Linked DNA regions of Sus scrofa: regions 2 and 3 are each linked to region 1. The links are chromatin contacts, called in public Hi-C and HiChIP or PLAC-seq maps. All regions are on one chromosome and are shown on one strand. Each heading gives the region's core, a stretch centred on a gene start, on an enhancer-like site or on the middle of the called end of the contact. The rest is flanking DNA. Distances are from core to core; before and after follow the strand shown.

Region 1 (3,248 bases), core at 197-2,696:
TAGGCCAGCAGCTGCAACTCAGATTCCACCCCAGCCTGGGAACTTTCATATGCTGCACCCGCGGCCCAAAAATAAATAAACAAATGAAAATGTGTGAACAGTATGTTTTCAAATGGACCAAAAATTGCAGGGAACCAGGAAAAATAACAAGAGTTGACCTCAGGTCTTGGAATCATAGGTAATACTTAAATTTCCCTTACTGACTTGTTCAAATGATTTTCTCTCTCCACACACAAAAATTTGGGAAATAAGTGATAAAATGGAATTTGTACAATCAAAAAATGATTCTCAGAGTTCCTCCATGTCACAGCAGCTTAAGGATCTGGCCGTTGTCACTGCAGTCTGCTGTGGCTTGGTTCCATTCCTAGCCCAGGAACTGCTACATGCTTCAGGTGCAGAAAAAAACACCAAAAAAAAAAAGATTCTCATGAACACCATGCTTAGGCTACACTACTGAGTGACAAATAATGAGGAATTAAAAATGCATGTATACTGGAGTTCCCTTCGGTGGCTCAGAAGTTAACAAACCCTACTAGGATACATGAGGATTCAGGTTCCATCCCTGGCCTCACTCAGTGGGTTAAGGATCCAGCATTGCTGTGAGCTGTGGTGTAGGTCACAGACTCGGCTAGTATCTAGTGTTGCTATGGCTGTTGCATAGGCCAGCAGCTGTAGCTCGGGTTCCACCCCTAGCCTGGGAACTTCCATTCGCTGCGGGTGCAGCCCTAAAAAAGAAAAAGGGGAAGAAAAAAAAAAAAGCATATACGGTAACGATATAAGTATAAAAATGTAAATGTACAAACAAAAAAGATTTGGGGGTTAAAAAAAGGCTTACAGCCATGTGCAGGGTGATGGAATTATGAGTACCATTATTCACCCTATTTTCCAACCCCTCAGTAGTGTTATTACTTCTCTAATAATATAACGTTAGTTATGAATATTTTGTTTCATATTTTTACCAATAAACATAGTCAAAATCACTAACTGGATGATCCTGGGCTGAAGCTGGTGAGTTTTCATGGCAGCATAAACCATGAAGCTAAAAGCAAGCAATCTTACTGAAGACTGTATGTCCAGCGCTTACCACGTGTCAGAAACTATTCTAGGTGTACTTTAACTCCTCACAACAACCAAAAGAGGGGCTACTATTCCAATTGCAAAGATGAAAATGGAGGCTCTAAGACTAAATCACCCGAGGTATACAACTACTAAGCGGCAAACCTATCCCCAAGAGCCCCGGCGTTTAGCTCCTGATCCAAGACCGGGAGCGGTCTGGACATTGTCACGGCCCCTTCATTTCTCACCTGCTAGGGCTGTGTCGCCCTCGCAAGTCCCGACGCTGCAGCCCTCCCTCGCGACACCCCAGAGTGAACCTCCGCTGTGCTCCTGGCTTTTCCCCGCCGGCTACTCCACTTTTCCTGTGTAGGTCCATCTGCTTTTCCAGTCCGCAGGGAAACTGGGCCTTATGACACTAGAGTTCCGGTCAGGTACGCAGGTCGGGGGAAGAGTAATAAAGATCCCGAAGCTTAGCGAAATGAGGGTTATGGTCGACTAGCTTCCCAAAGGACCCGCTCCTCCTGCCCTTCCTGATCTTTTCTGCCCTATGTCAGAAAGTGGGGAGAATTTAGAGAAAATTTTCGCCTCCCCTTCCTGCTTTCCGCCTTCATGCTGCAAACTTCATCCTGTATCTTTCAAGTAGGACCCAGATATTGCTAATAACCTTGGCCCCCAAGAGCAGCAGCCCAAGAGCAGTCCACGGCCACAGAGCAGCCCAAGAGCAGTCCACGGCCACAGAGAGCTACTTCTCCTGGAATTAACCCCCAAAGAATCTTGGGAGACCCACCTGAAACTTGAACACCAACTCTCCTACCTGCCCTTCCCCAATCCTGCCCCGTGGGGTCGCCCACTCCCCAGGGTTTCGATTGTATCTTGCGCACCCCTCTGTTTAAGCACTTTCAACACTTGTATCTTAATTATTCATTCACTTCTCACTTCCTCCGCCATGCTGTGAGCTTCTTGGGTCCAGAAAGTACTCTTCTTCCTGTCCCCAGCACCTAACATAACGCTGGCAGGAATTAAGCCCTCAGCATGAATTCGAATGAATTGTAACCATTGGCTGTTAACACCGTTCTCCAGAGTACCTTCCAAGTCCTCACCAAATACAATTGCCTTTTCCAAGTTTCCTCTGTCACTCTTTTCCACTCTACACCTTTTCTGTCTTCAAATTTTTCTTTGACTTCTCCGGATTCTACTACACTTGCCTGGCTCTGCAACCTCCTTGAACTTTTTTTTTTTTTTTTTTTTTTTTTGGTCTTTTTGTCACCCACGGCATATGGAGGTTCCCAGGCTAGGGGTCAAATTGGAGCTGTTCCTGCCAGCCTATGCCAGAGGCACAGCAATGCCAGATCCGAGCCACGGCAAAGTGGGATCCTTAACCCACTGAGCGAGGCCAGGAATCGAACCCACAACCTCATGGTTCCTAATCGGATTCATTTCATCCTTAAACCACTGAGTAAGACCAGGGATCAAAACCACTATGGGAACTTGTCCTTGAGCTTTTTCTAGCTGCTTACTTTACTCTGTACTCCCACAACCTTAAATGTGGGTTTGTCTCCTAAGCCCAGCCTGTGCCTTCCTCTTTTCTAGTCACAGACATGAGTTACACGCAAACAATCCAAAATATGTTCCTCTAAACACCAACATACATTTTCTTTTCTTTTCTTTTCTTTTTTTTTGGCCTGGCTGCCCCGCCGCACACCCCATGCAGAAATTCCAGGGCCAGGATTGAACCCAAGCAACTATTAGCAGTGATAATAGTGAATCCTTCTAGGACACCAAGGAACGCCTCCCATTTTTTTTCTTTTTTTGGGGGGAGGGGGCATGCAAAATAGATTAAAAAAAATAGCTTTATTGCTTTGGCACTGCAAAGGAAGCCACAGCAGACTAATGCCTTAAAAACTGTGTCCTCCGTTCGCAGAGACTAGGAGGTGGTTTTACAGTTTGGGAGTGGAAAATAGGGCCGCAGATAGGGATCAAGATAGATGCAAGCTTTCATTCTTCCTCCAAAGCTGGTGCTTAGTGGCCACTTATTCATTTCTTTCTTTCTTTTTTTTTGCTTTTCAGGGCCGCATTCGCGGCATTTGGAGGTTCGCAGGCTAGGAGTTGAATAGGAGCTATAGCTGCTGGCCTATGCCACACAGTAACACAGGATCCAAGCTGCGTCTTTGAACTATACCACAGCTCACAGC
Region 2 (3,248 bases), core at 250-2,749, 140 kb before region 1:
ATTCTTCTTTGCTCACTAATCCAACAGGCAAAGGGGAATTTTTACAGAAATAACAGCGAACCTAAAACTGGAAATACCAGCCCTTCATAGAGATAATCATCTGTATTTTTAAAAACATAAGAAACAAGTTTGTGAAATGCTTGGACAATAAGGAAATTTAAGAAATGTTAAAGTAAATCAGAAAAACAACACAAAGCAAAGAAAGCCTTGAGGACAGCTGCAAAAGGTAAGATTCAAAATTTGGAAGAACAAGTAAGGTCAGGATCCAGAGACAGGCTTCAAGGCAGACTCAGAAAATGGACACATGTCGCTGACATCAAACTTTTTCTACCATACTCATACTCGCAGGATAAAAGGAAGCTCCTGTGGTCTAGACGAGCATATCCAAAATGCTACATTCTGTGTATGACGGCAGACATTATTAGGACAAAACAGAGTAAGTCAATCACGAAAACAAACTCAGTAAGACTATAAACTTGATCTCATGCCAATCTATCAAAGCCTTAGGTAAAGCTTAAAAACTAGTAATCTAAGTTGACTTGGGCAGCTCGCTAAAATAGCCTTCTAGTACTTAGGTACTAAGTGACAGAGGTCAAAATTTGGTTCTTCCATAATTCAAATCTGTTCTGTAATAAGCCCAACAATCGAGTGAAGGGGTGTAAAGGCACTGAAGCCACAGTTAAAGATCTGGTTCACCTGGCAGGGTGTACTAATTTAACAAGTGGCTTTAAGCGTTTTCAGGAAAACAAAAATATGCCATGAGAACAAAATGCAAAATCCCTCATCTTTAAGGCAAAATAAGAAACTTAAAAACAAACTGCGGGCCATACACTAGAAATTCTCTCCTCCACCGTTAGATTTTTTTTTCTCCGACGGAAGTTTAGGAAATCTGGTCCCTATTTCAGCCAAATGGTGAGTTCCTCGCGCTTCAGTCTTGAACTAACAAAAGAGGGACTGCTGTTAAGGAAGAACTCTCGGGAAGTTCCAAGCCCGCGGTGGCTGTTACCAAAGGACAGTCCAGAAAAAAACAAATTACAGAAAAGTACGCAGCGCAGGACACCGACGCAGCGGAGCGGACGCCAACCGGCCTGAACAGAAGGTCCCGGCTGTTTCCCAAGGAGCCAATCAGCGCGCGGCCCCGAAGCTGGCACCCGAGCGCCCCCCAGGCAGGAAAAATGAGATGCAACTCCCAGCATGCAGTTCCCAGGAGACACGCCCTGGCTTTCACCCAAGCGACGTTTTGTCTATTTTGATTGTTTCTCTCCGCGATCCATGCCAGTTGTAGGGTGGGGTTTCTAGAATTAGAGTTCTGTGATAAAGGGGTTGGCTACGCTGTATGTCACAGGTCTGCGTGTTGTAAAACGGTGGGTCAAGGCGTTGCCCTTTTAATTGCGGTCTCTAAGGCCAGAGTGGCATTGCCCATTTAAGGCCGGTGGCATCATGGTTCCGGGGGCGTGGTCCGTTTTGAGCTAGACCTGGCCTGGCGCTGGGCTGATTCATTCGGGGGCTGGAGCTAGGAACGTCGACGTCGGCTCCTGAGCCGGGCGCAGTCTCACTCCCAATTGGCTGGGCCTCTGGGCCGCCCTTCTCCGCGCGCCACCCCTGGGTTCCCTTCCCGGCCCTCAGTAGAAATACTGCCCTCTCCGTTTTTGACCCCGGTCCTTCCTCCCCTTCTTCCCTCTCTCCTGCAGCCGCTGTCGCTTCAGGCGCCCCTGCTCCCGGAGGAGCTCCCGGCTTAGTGATGGGGTCCCGGGCCTCCACGTTACTGCGGGACGAAGAGCTCGAGGAGATCAAGAAGGAGACTGGCTGTGAGTTCGGGTAGGGGGTGGCAACGCGGCCGGGCGCCGCCGGTTGGCCTCAGGAGGGAGGGTAACTGTAGCTGAAGTCTGAAGCTGGGGTGCCGGGAGGTTGTGGGGTTCCTGGGAAGTTTCCAGCGCTAGAGCTTCGGGGATGATGGAGAACCAGTTCTTACAGCTACAGCTACCCAGAGTGGGGCTCTGGCTCCTGTGGGGTTGTCCTGCTCAAAGTAATCCCGCTCTTTTCTCCTCTTGCACTTGAAAGTCTCCGAATTTTTTATCTTTCTGGAACAACCTCAAATTTCTGAAGGAATCCTGTAGAAAACATTCTGTCCGTTTCTGTGACGTTTCTGGGCAGGGTGTTACAGCTACTGACAACGGTGGGAAATCAAACAAATTATTGCCTCAGCTAGAAAAATAAATACAGAAAGTGAGATCGTATAGTAAGGCTTTGGAAGACATGACCTGCTGATGGGAGACCTTAAAGAGTCAGGGATCTGAGAGTGAGACTTCTTTCATTTTGAACTTGTGGAGAGAAAGTACGGATTCTGTGACTACCAGTTTTTTAAATTTACACTGAGGATGTTTGCTGTCCTGATTTCAGATATATTGATTTCTATTATGCTGGTTTACTTTATGCAGTCGCCATAGAAACTGGATGTGCTCCAAAAATCTCAGTGTGAATTTGTTTTAGGAACTGACTTTAATAATCCAGTCTCTTCCTCATTAACCAGAAAGGGGTAACATGGCTTTGGGATTTCAGAATCCCAGAAAACATCATATATTTGTGTAGCTGGCCCTCGATAATGCGTATGATATTTTCTCTTCTCACTAATCCATTATGACTCATGTATTTTACATGATTTGTGGAAGCATCTGGGTTCTGAGTTTTAGGATACCTGTCTTTGATAATGAGATGACAAGTAAGTCACCGAATGGTCCATTTGCAGATAATAGTGAGTGCTTGGGTAACTTCAGAATTACTCAGGCAGTGGTGGCCTGAGATAAATTAAATGCTGTTTAACTTTCTAGAATCTTCAAGTTGGAAGGGATGTTATTTATCTAGTCTCATCCCTTCTCAGATTGGTTTACTGCTTTCAGCATCTCCAAACTCATGGTCATTAAGTCTCTCCATAATGACTTTAAGGATGGTGAGCTCACCACCTTCCAATGTAGTTCTTTTTATTATATTTATTTTATTTTTTAGGGCCAAACCTGCGGCATATGGAAGTTCCCAGTCTAGAGGTCAAATTGGAGCTTCAACTGCTGGCCTATGCCACAGCCATAGCCACAAGGGATCTGAGCCACGTTTTCTACCTACACCACAGCTCACAGCAACACTGGATCCTTAACCCACCAAGTGAGGCCGGGGATCAAACTCATATCGTCTTGGATACTAGTCAGGCTCATTACTCCTGAGCCATAATGGGAACTCCACCTTCCAAAGTAGTC
Region 3 (3,248 bases), core at 321-2,820, 130 kb after region 1:
GCCCAAACCAGGATGAGACGCACAATAATCTTAGTCAAGACAGCAGTGATGTGCTGATCATGCCTGTTCAGCCTCTCTTCAGGGTCCTCGTGTTCAGGCAGGGGGCAGCCAAGGCTAGGCTTGGCTCTCTTTGGTGGAGCAGGAACCAAGGCTGGGGGCAAATCTGGGAGATCTGAGAAAGAAAAAACCCACATGTGAGGTTACTCATACCTTCTCAGGAAGAGATTGAGCACTAGTAGGAAGCCAAAGAAAGAAAGGCAGCTGTGGTGGGATCCTGGCTCAAGCTGTGTCACCTTGGGCAAGGTATTTAACCTCTTTGAGCCTCAGTTTCTTCATATGTAAAATGGGGCTGTAGCAACAGAGGTTACGTGGTTCTGAAATAATGCTGGGGAATCCATCCACATCAATAAGAGGGAGAAAACCCTTCTTTTCAACTTCATACCCACAGCCACTCACTGTCCAGCATCACCACATCCCGACGATCCTGCAGAGGAGGCTGGTCTGGGTTAGCATCGCCACCTTTCCTACTTCCTTTCTTCACCAGCTGTACTGCTGGGGTTGCACCAGCTGCAAGGAACTGACTCTGGAAGCGCAGCAAGTCCACCTCGGACTCCCCTGGCTTTGGTCTCGACAGCATCTTGGCACACCAGCTGCCTTCCTAGTGTGACTTTCCAGCACTGCTTCAGTGTAGGGGACTCACTCTCATTCACCCCTAAAAGCAATAAAGATGATGAGCCCTCTACCAGTGAGCCGAGCATCAGAGAAGGTTCTTTCTCCCTGAGTTCACATCAACTCATTTCTCCTCATTCATAACTTATCGCCATTCCCTCCTTACTTAGCCCTCTCTGATGCAGCTCAACAACAATATTTACTGCCGATTTAGGTTGTTTACAATCTGTGGATGATAAAAACTCCCATGAACAACCATAAGGGACCTAAGGAAAATGCCATCAGGAACCAGGCATATAAACGTGTCAAATCAAGGAGTGGTGATTTGGTGTCAAACTGGTGGGAACATACCTGGCCTAAGAGTATTCAAATTATTTAAAACCTTGGGCTATAAAAGATCGATATATATTAAGAAAAAAAAAACATGTGTATTGCTATATACTAGCAAAGAACAATCAGAAAACGAAACTAAGAGAACAATTCTATTTATTATAGCATTAAAAAGAATAAATTTCGCCAAAGTAGTTCAAGACTTTTTTCTGCAGGCTTCCACAACCGCCCCTAGGGCTCTACGGTCGCCGGAGCTCCTGGACCACCCGCATCAGCAAAGAGAAATCACCGAGTTTCAGCCTATGCCGCCAGAGAATGGGGGGCCATGGCTGGGATCTCCGCATCGACATGACCGCGGCCGCTCCTGGCCGGACCAAAGATAATGGGGACGGCTACGACAAAGAACTACATACCGTGTACCAGCCCCTTTCACCGAGATATCCTAAGGTCCTTCCCTCCAGCCAAGCCACTTACTTGATCTAGGACGTTCTGGGCGCTGCCATTTTGCCCCGCTGGGGCCGGGCTTCCGCCGCCTTCATTTCGAACTTCCGCTCCGCAACCCGGCCCCTCCTCTCCATGGCCTGGCCCCGCCCACTCTTGGGAAAAGGTTGCCCTTGCGGTGTTTTGGACGCTTGAACGCGAATATATTCCGCTTGCCGCGGTCTACCTCACTTCGTGAGCTCCAGGCAGACACTCGTAACATTCACTCTTCAGATGCATAGCCAGCACAAGCCTTTCTACACTCACAACACCCTTGACAGAGGCAAAGGGTTCCTCAGGCATCCTGCATTCACCAGCTTGGGTAACTGCATCCACCACTCCAGCACCCAAGCTCAGGGCCAGCACTTAGAAACCTGCATACACACGTGTGGCCTCCCCAGTGTGATTATGGGCGAGCAAGAAGCTAACCAGGAAAAAGGGAAGACAAAGCGCAAGAAACACTGCCTGAATGGTGATGAGAAGAGAGGCTAGAACAGCCTCACTGACTGCCAGGTGATTCTCTTCAGGGACATCCTGACTTTGCTCCTGCCAGTATCTCTACTTAGAAATCCTCCTTCAGAGTTCTTGTGGCTCAGCAGAAGTGAACCCAACAGGTATCCGTGAGGCTGCAGGTTCGATCCCTAGCCTCGCTCAGTGGGTTAAGGATCTGGTATGGCTGCAAGCTGCGGTGTAGGTCAGGGTTGCATTGCGGTTCAGATCTGCTGTGGCTGTGGCTGTGGCTTGGTCTGGCAGCTGTAGTTGCCTGGGAACTCCCATATCCCGCAGGTGGAGCCAGAAAAGAAAAGAAATCCTCCCTCTTTTTTCCTCCACCCCACCCCAAAGTCTTTTTCTTCCTTTAAGACCTAGTTGGAATCAACTATAAACTTTTACCAACTGGGCCTCTGCACTGAATTTTCCTGGAATCTTCCATCTCTACTACTTGTGTGCCATGTTGGGAACATACTGCTGACTATCACCTACCACTGGTTACCTCTTCACAAGCATGTGCCCTGTTCCCTGGTCTAGACTGTGGGTTCCTTGGGAGAAGTGGGCCTTCTGTTTTGCACCGATAATGCTCAGCACCCAGCATATTGCCATGCACACAGGACTTTAGTAAATTATTGCTTGGTTGAAGGCCATCTCGGGGAAGTCAATGTTAGTCCAGGAGTTCTCAAACTTTAGCAGGCCTCAGAAGCACCTGGAGGGCTTGTTGAACCAGATTCTGGGCCTCACCCGAGTTTCTGAATTGATAGGTCTTTGACAGAACCCAAGAATTTGCATTTCTAACAACTTTCCAAATAGTTTACAGAATCCTTCTTTAGGTTTCTTGGTTTCAGCTGCAGCAGTAAATTTCAGCTACTAGGATTTAGCCAACCTTGGGGTCCAAATGGTACTGGCTGGTCAGAAGTTACAGTGAATAGGGAGGAAAATTGGAGCCAAAAATGCAGGAAGAATGAAAGTATAAAATCATTATTTGCAACCACTAAAGAAATAATCTTTCCAGGCAATGATAATCAATGACTGATAAAACCATTAGGTAAAAGGTCGAGGAGGACTTTATAAGGATGGATCAGGTGGCCATTTTTTTTTTTTTCTTTTTAGGCGTGCACCTGTGGGATATGGAAGTTCCCAGGCTAGGGGTTGAATCAGAGCTGTAATTGCCCGCCACAGCAACAGGTGATCCAAGCCATGTCTGCAACCTACATTACAGCTCACGACAACACTGGATCACTGACCCACTGAGCAAGGCCAGGAATTGAGCCTGCATT

Evidence for each region. A called contact is a pair of places that touch in the nucleus more often than the background predicts. HiChIP or PLAC-seq counts read pairs in DNA pulled down with a chosen protein or histone mark.
Region 2: an H3K27ac HiChIP or PLAC-seq map of alveolar macrophages shows a contact between it and region 1. The contact joins the promoter of EXD1 here to the promoter of NDUFAF1 in region 1. A contact is called at or near these places in 1 of 47 Hi-C or Micro-C datasets (liver) and 1 of 2 datasets of contacts at active chromatin or transcription factors (alveolar macrophages).
Region 3: a contact with region 1 is called in a Hi-C map of skeletal muscle, with 3 times the contacts expected there. The contact joins the promoter of RPAP1 here to the promoter of NDUFAF1 in region 1. A contact is called at or near these places in 2 of 47 Hi-C or Micro-C datasets (heart right ventricle and skeletal muscle).

What each region holds. Positions count from the first base shown.
Region 1 is chr1:129,966,678-129,969,925 of Sscrofa11.1, reverse strand. NDUFAF1 (complex I intermediate-associated protein 30, mitochondrial) reads right to left here and starts at 1,446. Exons shown (of 5, transcript XM_021097468.1): 1 at 1,305-1,446.
Region 2 is chr1:130,110,712-130,113,959 of Sscrofa11.1, reverse strand. It overlaps EXD1 (piRNA biogenesis protein EXD1), which reads right to left and starts at 1,499. Exons shown (of 11, transcript XM_021097534.1): 1 at 831-1,499. CHP1 (calcineurin B homologous protein 1) reads left to right here and starts at 1,499. Exons shown (of 7, transcript XM_013993169.2): 1 at 1,499-1,808. The coding sequence starts at 1,742.
Region 3 is chr1:129,836,878-129,840,125 of Sscrofa11.1, reverse strand. RPAP1 (RNA polymerase II-associated protein 1) reads right to left here and starts at 1,570. Exons shown (of 25, transcript XM_003121581.4): 1 at 1,474-1,570; 2 at 457-712; 3 at 24-172. The coding sequence starts at 637.